Linked DNA regions of Sus scrofa: all the other regions are linked to region 1. A link is a contact called in public Hi-C and HiChIP or PLAC-seq data. All regions are on one chromosome and are shown on one strand. Each heading gives the region's core, a stretch centred on a gene start, on an enhancer-like site or on the middle of the called end of the contact. The rest is flanking DNA. Distances are from core to core; before and after follow the strand shown.

Evidence for each region. A called contact is a pair of places that touch in the nucleus more often than the background predicts. HiChIP or PLAC-seq counts read pairs in DNA pulled down with a chosen protein or histone mark.
Region 2: a Hi-C map of liver shows a contact between it and region 1, with 2.8 times the contacts expected there. The contact joins the enhancer-like site here to the promoter of CMTM7 in region 1. A contact is called at or near these places in 1 of 5 promoter capture datasets (liver), 14 of 47 Hi-C or Micro-C datasets (embryonic fibroblasts, epiblast stem cells, fetal liver and 7 more) and 1 of 2 datasets of contacts at active chromatin or transcription factors (skeletal muscle).
Region 3: a contact with region 1 is called in an H3K27ac HiChIP or PLAC-seq map of skeletal muscle. The contact joins the promoter of CMTM8 here to the promoter of CMTM7 in region 1. A contact is called at or near these places in 3 of 47 Hi-C or Micro-C datasets (fetal heart ventricle, heart right ventricle and liver) and 1 of 2 datasets of contacts at active chromatin or transcription factors (skeletal muscle).

The regions. Positions count from the first base shown.
Region 1 is chr13:18,370,745-18,373,853 of Sscrofa11.1, forward strand. It overlaps CMTM7 (CKLF like MARVEL transmembrane domain containing 7), which reads left to right and starts at 1,427. Exons shown (of 5, transcript NM_001243922.1): 1 at 1,427-1,640. The coding sequence starts at 1,482.
Region 2 is chr13:18,193,260-18,196,368 of Sscrofa11.1, forward strand. No RefSeq gene overlaps it. Among named protein-coding and RNA genes, the nearest start is that of CMTM8, 49 kb to the right of the region's middle. Within about 2 kb of position 1,657, at least 9 of the 83 cell types and tissues checked have an H3K27ac peak or open chromatin away from gene starts, as enhancers often do. A contact at or near this core is called in liver, where this site is marked.
Region 3 is chr13:18,241,792-18,244,900 of Sscrofa11.1, forward strand. CMTM8 (CKLF-like MARVEL transmembrane domain-containing protein 8) reads left to right here and starts at 1,588. Exons shown (of 4, transcript XM_021071501.1): 1 at 1,588-2,117. The coding sequence starts at 1,971.

The sequences.
Region 1 (3,109 bases), core at 177-2,676:
GGATCCTTAACCCACTGAGCGAGGCCAGGGATGGAACCTGAAACCTCATGGTTCCTAGTCGGATTCATTTCTGCTGTGCCAAGATGGGAACTTCTGGAAATTTTCAAATGTACACAAAAGTGGAGAAAATAGTGTAGTGAAACCCCAACTGCCTCAACTTTGGCAATGACTGGTGCTCAAACTTGAGATTTTATCAGAATCACCTGGGAAACTTATCAAAGCAGAGATTGCATGAGTATCTCCACTTTCTAGAATCATCAAGACAGTCTCCTGACGACAGCACAGCCCTGGCATCCAGTGATCTCTTAGAGAGAGATTTTTGCATTATCTCCAAGTTTTTTTGAGAAATAACAAGATTGGCCACAGGGACACTCTGCTCAAAGAGAACACCGATAACATCTCACTTCAGTAGTCCTGTTTGCACCTGTCTTCAATTTAAAAGTAACCCAGGGAGTTCCTGCTATGGCTCAGCGGATTAAGAACCACACCTAGTGTCCATGAGGATGCCAGTTTGATCCCTGGTCTCGCCCAGTGGTTTAAGGATCCAGTGTTGCCATGAGCTGTGGTGTAGGCCAGCAGCAACAGCTCCAATTAAACCTCTAGCCTGGGAACTTGATATGCCACGGATGCAGCCCTAAAAAGACAAAAAATAAAATGAAAGTAACCCCAAAGGAGGGCAACATGGCTTGGATAACTGGCCGCTCCTATTAGAGGTAAACCTATGCTCTCCATGTGACTCAGCAAACCCACTCATAGGTATTTATCCAAAGAATTGAGAGCTTGTTTATGTCCACCAAAAAATCTCACCAGAATATTCACCACAGTTTTATTGGGCACACAGAATTCATCTCAATGTGTTGTACTGAGTGAAAGAAGCCAGACACAAATGAGAATATTGCTGTATTATTTAAAGTATATCAAGTCTGAGAAGAGAGGACACGAATCTGTAGTGACACAAGGGGGAAAGCACAAGTATTGGCATGTTCTATTGGTTGCTGGGGCGGGGGGGTTACACAGGTGTACGTACACATACAGAACAATTAACGGAGCTGAACACGGAGGGTTTGGGCATTTCAGTGTATGCGAGTTACACTTCAATCAAGCGCTCTTAGCACACATTCGCAGGCGCGCCCACACCAAATCCCAGGAGGCCCAAACCCAGCTGTGCCCGGGCCTCGCCCACCTCGGAAAGGCCACGGCCCAGGGCGTTGGTTTCCCTCCTCCCTCCAGCCCGACTTCCGCGCCTCCCCGAGGGCTAGGGGGTGCAGCCACCTTTCCGGAGATCGCGAACCGGGCCCTCCCCGGCCAGGTCCCGCCGAGGCTGGGTGAGCGTCCCCGCGCGGGCCCGGGGCGCTAGCGCCTCTCCCGGACGCTAGGGTCCCGCCCCGCGGCCCCGCCCCGCCCCGCGGCCCCACTCCGCCCCTTCGCAGCTGGCCTTCGGCCCCGGCCGGAGGAGGCGGCGGGCGGGCAGGGGCTGCGAAATGTCGCACGGAGCTGGGCTCGTTCGCACCACGTGCAGCAGCGGCAGCTCCTCGGGACCCGGTGCTGGCGCGGGGCAGCCGGGCGCGGGCTCGTCGGAAGGGCTGCTGGACCCCTTCTACCCCCGCACCCACGCGGCGCTGCTGAAAGTGGCGCAGATGGTGAGAGAGGCTCGGGAGCGGGCCGGGGGTCACACGGGGAGACCTGGAGGGCAGAGTCCGGGGAGGGATCGCGCCCGCCGCCGGAGCATCCCGCCCCCCCGGCGGAGAGCGTACCGCCCAAGTCAAGTCGGAGGGGGCTTCCTCGGGCGAGTTGAGCGTGCAGCTCCCGCGCTGGAACTCCGCCCCACTCGGTCTGCTCCAGCAGCCCCCGCTCCGGGGTCCCAAGTGTTTCCAGCAGTTCTGAGGGGCCTGCCCGCTCGTGACCGAAGCCGCCGCCAAAGTTCCTGTGCGTCTTCCTTCCTTTTCTCGGGCCGCGCAGCTTCGGACCCGAGCCGGGAGGGGAGAGTGCCCGGGCAGCGGCACTCAGGCCGCGGAACCCGACCTCTTCTCGGCCGCGGCCGCCTCTTTTCTGGAGCCGCGCGCCGCGGGGCTTCCTCCTCCGAGCGCGGAGTCCGAAGGCCTGGCTTCCCGGAGCGGAGCGGGGCGGGGAGAGAAAGCATCCGTGCGGCAGCCGTCAAGCTTCAAAGGGGGTCTCGCGGCCGTTGGACGGCAGCGGTCACTGGGGAACGTCGATTTTGGGGAGCCGGGGTCGCCAGACTGGGGGTCATTTTGGAGACGGGCAGGACGAAAGCCCAGGCGCCGAGTGCGACCAGAGCTGCAGGAACCTCCACCAGGGCAGACCTTCCCGGCCTGAGCCCTTGTTCCGCACTGTTTTCTCCCTTCCCGTTTTTTTTTTTTCTTCCTTAAAATATTTAAATCTTAAGGAAAACACCTTTCCCGTTTGTTGGATATGTTTTGAAACTGAGCTGGGCTGTTCTGTGACTCCACTCATTGTACTGTTTGCAGCCGGAATGGTGGACGGGGAAGTGGTAATTTTGAAAGGGGGTGTGAAGGAAGGGATGTGGGTTAGCCACCCGGTCACAGAGCCAGAGCCAGGGCCAGGGCAGCTGCATCAGCCCCAGGGATGGGCGCGGGATGAGGTCTGTCCAAGTATCCACAGCGCTGTTGCTCTGGATGCTGAGTGTGTACAGAGGGCTCTGGTTTTCTGCTTGGCCAGACCTGAAAGGAAGGGGGATTGAGTTCCCTTTTCTCGAAGAGCATTGAAGTGGACCAAAAATTAGAAAGTAGGGGCATTTTAGCTATTAACAAAAAAAATTATGTTGAGCTGTGTTGGTTTTGAGCAAGGCTTTTTTTTTTTTTTCTTTTTTCTTTCTTTTTTTTTTTTTTGATTTAGGCTAAGCGGTCTGATCAGTCAAATTGAGGGGGCTAGCCTACCTCCGCATCCTTAAAAAAATGGGTGGGGGTGGGTCAGGCCCCAGCTGAGCTGTATGGTGAGTTTGGTGGACAAAGATTGTAATCAGAGCCTCCATCTTGGTCCATGAGTTTAATGGACAAAGTTGTGAAGACAAACCTCCATTTCAATTTAAGCTCCTCAGCTAGCCTCTTAACTGTGATTCGTGTGCCAAGTT
Region 2 (3,109 bases), core at 407-2,906, 180 kb before region 1:
ACTGAAACCACCTGTGAAGTTTTGTCAACAACGAGTTTCAGAGATTCAGGTCCACTGGTCTAGGGCAGGTCCCAGACTCCCCAGATGACTCTACTGACCAGCCAGCCTGAGAAGCCCTGATAACTTTTTAGGAGCAAATCTTGACATTTTTCTGCAAACCACTTCAATTGAGGGATATTTGTTCTACGTGTCATAAGCAGTAGGGTTTGCAGTTGTGTTTAACTTAACTGAATGGACGGCTCCTGTAAAAGGATCATGTGTCCCTTTTCCAAGGAATTGGAGTGTGACAGTCAGTTCCACCTTCTCCTCCCTGACATCCCGTCTTAGTGGGCGTTCAAAGTTCAGCTGACAAAGACACTCTGTGTTTCTAAGAAAACACAGCTGAAGCCCCTGCGAAGGGCAGGCTGCCAAGGATGTGCTTGGTCCATTTTCGGCATCCAGCGTACAAACTTGCTCTGCAAGCAGTGGCTACTGCTTGAAGCAGTGTTCACCCCAAAACGACTTCTCTCCTTCTCCTGCCAACAGATGAAATACCGTAAGAACAAACATCTTGGGTAGACACCAGGATCTATCCCTTTTTAAATAAACGCAATCCTGATCTAATCTTTGCTAAGGAAGCTGTGGCAGCAACAAGCTGTCAAATCTATTTCCCTGCTGGTGTTCCATGATGGCTCAGTGGGTTAAGGTTCAGGGTTGTCACTGCTGTGGCTTGGGTTCAGTCCCTGGCCTGGGAAATTCCGCATGCCATGGGTGTGGCCAAAAAATAATAATAATAATAATCTATTTCCCTGCTTTCTTCTCATCTCTCTGAGGAGTTCCTTCCATGTCCTGGCTTCCTGGGTGTGTGGTTATCTGTCCTGCGGTGGTGTTGGGGTTTCAGGGCTGCAATAACTAGGGGTCGGGGTGGGAAGCAGCACCACCTTGCAGGTTGGTAAAAGTTGCACCCCTTCACTGGGAATGATCTACATCTCTTGTCCCTTAAAATCCTGCCCTACATCTGCCTCAGATAGTGTCACAGCAACGCCCCAACACTGGGGCGCAGGTCATTTTTCTGAGTGAAAGGAAATAGGAGGGGAAGGGAAGATCCGCCCGTCCCGTGTATCCTGCCATTTACCAGCTCGCAGATCTGTGTGCTCAGTCCTCTGAACTTTCAGTTACATCATTCCCAGACGCCTCCGAGCTTGGGCTGCTTTGACTTATTGGAAGGGGTGACTGGGCAATATTCAAAGGCCCTGAGGTTCCTGGAGGCACAACCGGCAGGACAGTCACTGGTGTTGGGTGGCTTCTTGGGTTCCCTCCAGGGGGAGGTGAATTGCTAAGCTGCTAACTTGATCTGCTTCTCTCTTACGGGGGCCAGGGAACCCTGCTTTATTTTCCAGTCACTTTCCAACTAAATATCTTGGGTTGGTGACACTTTCCTAATTGCAACTCTGGGACATCCCCTGTTACATAAGGCAGACACCTTGGAGGGTTTTAATCCAGTAAAAAATTCTCATGCTTGGGCAATTTTAAGGTGAGTCTCAGTTTGAGAGAGGACAGACTTGGTCTGACCCAGCGTATCAAAGCTCTTTCCATGGAGCCAGTTTTGTATCATTGGAAGCCAGGATCGCTTGCTCAGCGGCTAGTACCTTGGCCTGCTATGGGCAATTACTCCTGCTTTTGATTTTTGTGGGAGACGTTTGCTTAATTTGCTGGTACACTGCCTCTCTGATCACATTACAGGCCTGAGCCTGCTTTGTATGTGTGTGTGTGTGTGTGTGTGTGTGTGTGTGTGTCCTTTGTAAATAACAGCCTGTTCTTTTCTTTCAGCTAGTGCTGGCTTACTCTCCTCCCCTACCCTTTTCATCTTTTAAACTGGTTTCATTGTTTTAAATTAGGACTCTAATAAATAATTCAGTAACCCTCACCCAAGTCCCCACCTCCGGAGGTAGGAGCACATGCCAGTTTATTGGTGATTTCCAGGGAAAGGTGTAGCAACAAGGCTTGTTTCCCCTCTAGAATAGCTCACTCCAGCTTCTGAGCGGTGTTTGATGTCCTTTGCAAACTCTAGCCTGTGAGCTCCTGCACCTGTTGTTCTGACACCGATTTGATGGGAACATTGTTCCTTTCCTTTAGTACTTGTGTCTGCAGAGCCTCTGTTCTTGTTGGTTCAGAGAGCTGACTTCTTTGTTGGTTCCTGTGAGAGAATCTTCTGAAACAATAGCCCAGAGGTGGGGAAGAGGCATGAAAGAGTGCCCCATGAATTGATTTCATCTAATCCTTCTGCCTAGGTGTCTCGGGCTGTCTGTTTCTGTGTCTCCCCGTTCTCCCACATTAAGCCAGCTCTCTTTCTTTCCCTCATTCCCAACTTCCACATTCAGTCCCATCCACCTTGATACATATTATATATAATTCCACCTTAATTGCACTTAGGGAGTTTCAGTGTGCTCTGTTATTTAATGATAGCAGAATCAAATAAATTATTTTTTTCTTAAAGAAAAGGAAGTGGTATATATATGTGTGTGTATAGATATATATATATCTATACACACACACTTCACTTAATATGAAGTATGTGTATGTGTATACTTCATATTTCATATATTCACATATATATATATGAAGTATGAAGTATGGAGCAACATGGATGGGCCTAGAGATTATCAGGCAAAGTAAAGGAAGTCAGATAGAGAAAGACAAATATTATATATCACTTATATGTGGAATGTAAAATATCACAAATGAACAAATGAACTTATTCACAAAACAGAAACGAACTCACAGACCTAGAAAAGACAGTAACCAAAGGGGAAGTGAGGGGAGAGATAAATTAGGAGTTTGGGATTAATATATACACACTGCTATATATAAAATCGATAAACAACAGGACCTACTGTAGAGCACAGGGAGCCATATTCAATATCTTATAGTAACATATAATGGAAAAGAATTTGAAAAAATGTAAAAATATGTATATGTATAACCGAATCACTTTGCCGTACGCTTGAAACTGATACAGCATTGTAAATCAACTGTAGTTCAATTTAAAAAATAGTAGAAATCGAAAAAAAAAGAAGGGATGGTAATTTAAGTGCTTCCTCTCTCCTCTCAGTTTTTTAAAATGCTATAT
Region 3 (3,109 bases), core at 338-2,837, 130 kb before region 1:
CATTTCATGTGAGTATCTCTTATTTCTGCAGCTGCAAGATCAGGTTCTCTAAAGCAGTAGCTCTCAAACGTCAGTGTGTACCTGATTGTTGTGGAAAGCTAGTTCAAACACAACTTCCTGGCCCCTGCTCTCAGAGTTTCTGATTCAATGGGTCTGGGGTGAGGCTTGAGAAATAGCACTTCTCAGAGTTCCTAGGTGATATTGATGCTGCTGGTTCAAGCACCACACTTTGGAAACCAGTGTTCTAGGGGGAAGTGCTCTAATTTTTGTTCTTTTACCCACTGGTCCAAGATGCTTAGCAAAATGCTCATGGATGGAATTTCTCGAAATCTTCATCTTTGTAATGCTTTTGAAGCCTCAAATTTTTATTTTTTATTTTTTGGCTGTGCCCGAGGCATATGGAAGTTCCCTGGATCAGGGACTGAACTCGTGCCATGGCAGTGACCCGAGCTACAGCAGTGACAATGCCAGATCCTTAACCAATGAGCTACCAGGGGACTCCTTGAAGCCTTAACTTTTACTCCCAGAGGTTCTTCTGGGTGGGCCCTAGATTAAAAGAAACGAATTCCTTGTTTTGTTTTATTAGATTATAGCTTTTACTTTCTTCTCAGCTCAGCTCACTGTGAAAAAAATGTCCCTTCTGACCTTTTTTCGAAAGGTCTTGGAACAGATAAGGAATTCCTTTGCTCTGACCCCAGAGCCACCTTCTATTTGTAACCAGTAATTATTTCCTTTCCTTCTGGGAGTTTCTGAATAAAATATAATGTTTCTTGCCTTCCTTTCACAAAACAGGAGAGTGCGCCAGGAAGCTGCTCTCCTGTTGGCAAGGTGCCCATCGATGCATTTCACAGATGGCACCACTGAGGCCCAGAGAGGGAGCCCCCTTGCTCCTGTTTATACAGCTGAGAGATGCAAGAGCCGACCCTCTAACATGCCGCCTCACTGTGTGGTGCTCTCGTCCCCTCCCCCACCCCAGGAAAGGACGGCCCGTGTGTCAATTTGCACGAACCACACCTTTCAAGCTTTTCTCCAACATTTCGTTCCGCGTGTAATGGGACACTGGTTGGTCATGACCAGGGACCTCAAATATCTTCCCGCTTCCATCCCTGGCCCCAAGGCTCCATGGATCCCGCGATCGAGCCTCTGCGAGCTCCTTCCTGGCCCAGCGATGAAGTTGGTTCCTCAAATTGTTCCCGGCAGGAGGGGCAGGAAATCACGCCAGGCTTCGGCCGCAGCCGCACCGGGAGGGGGAGAAGCTCAGGCCGGGCGTCCCAGCGGCCTCGCATCGATCTGGAGTCTAAGGTCCGGCCGGGTCGTAACTCCAGCCGCTCATTCTTCCCCTTGGAGTCGCCGCTCCACCCCACCCTCCTCATTCCCGGAGCCAGTTGGCTTCGCTCTTCCCAGAGGCCCCCCAGAGCCCCGGCCGGCAATGGCCAGGTGGAAAGAGACAGGTCTTCGGCGCCCCACCCGGGGAGGCGGGGCCAGGCTGAGCCGGCTCCAGGAGGGGTGCAGTCCGCGGCCGCGACCCCCGCCCTCCTTCCCCTGGCACCGCCTCCGGGCGTTCCCGGCCGCTTGGCCCCCGCAACAGGTGAAGCGGCCGCCAGCCCGAGGCGCCTCCGCGGGGCGGTCCCTCCCCGCCCGCCGCTTGCCCGCCCCTCTCCACGCCCCCTCCCCTCCGCCCGGCCTGCGCCGCCTCCCTTGGCCACCCGCGGCCTCATCTCTCCGGGTCTCCTTCTCCGAGGACCCTGCGCAGCCCGAAAGCCCACGCGCCGAGGAGCTGGGCGCGCTGTGCACTCGCTGGACGCGCGCCGCGGCCGGACGGGCCCTGGCGGGAGCCCTCCGCCCGTCTTAGTCCCTGCGCCGCCGCGCTCCCCTCCCCCCGCGCCGGTGTCCGCGGGCTCAGGGCCGCGCGTCCCGCCCGGACGCGCCGAGGGTCCCCTAGGCGGGGCGGGCCCGGCTCCGGCGTGACGATGGAGGAGCCGCAGCGCGCTCGCTCGCACACTGTCACCACTACCGCCAGTTCCTTCGCGGAGAACTTCTCCACCACCAGCAGCAGCTTCGCGTACGACCGCGAGTTCCTCCGCACCCTGCCCGGACTCCTCATCGTGGCGGAGATCGTGAGTGCCTGCGGGCGGGCGGCCGGGGCCGGGGGCGCAGGTGGACCGGACGCCGTGCTCCTAGCCGGGGAGTTTGTTCACATTTCCGGGGAGGGGGGGCTTCGAAGGAACCCTTTTTTCTCAACCTCGCCTTTATCCCAAGATGCAGAACTCAGAGACCCCGCTCTCTGAACGAGGTCTCATCACCTCGGGATCTGTTGGGGGAGAGGATTGTGACCCTCGGGCTGTCTTTTGGGGGCGGCAACCCAACTTGCTGGACCCTCTCCGTGGTCGCGGCGTATCCTGGGAGCAGAATGCTTCGTGGGCCTTGAGTTTGTGTTAAGGAGTGTCAGGGACACCTGGTGCCTCCCTTACCTGATCTGATCTCCACGTGTGTGGCTTTTTCCCTAAAAGCAGAGCCTCCCCAAGATTAGGAGAAAACTTCTTTTTCCTAATTATCTTCGTAGTAGTAAAATTGCAGTGAATCAGGAAACGTTTACCAAATACAATATGAGGGTCTTCTGTCCGGTGCTCTTTGAGGACCAGAGGGTCTCCTGTCTGGTACTATGCTCATCCTGGTTTAAGGCCCAGCACGTTCTGGGGGAGGAGATTGGGCATGTGCCTTCTCCTCTCCATAGGAGGACATAAAGGCTGAGAGATCGTCCCTTAGGTCCCTTGGTATCTGAGAAAGAACCTGGGTAGTGGCAACTGTTTATTGTCTCCACCCTGTGCTGGCCCCCCGAAACAGGTGAAGCGGCAGCCAGCCCGAGGAGCCTCCTTCATCAAGCCCTGTAGATGCCTTTGTACCCTCATATACCACAAGAGAACCCTATCCTGGGAGGGTAGTTTTAATTACTATCCCTTTTTACATGTGAAGCAACTGAGGCTTAAAGAGATGAAGTAGGTCACACCTGTGGTGATAGGGGTGGGATTCAAACTCAGGTCTGCCTCTCTCCAGGGCGGTGCTCTTAGCTGCCAAGGGACATCCCTTTCAGCTGTCTAGGTAGCACCCC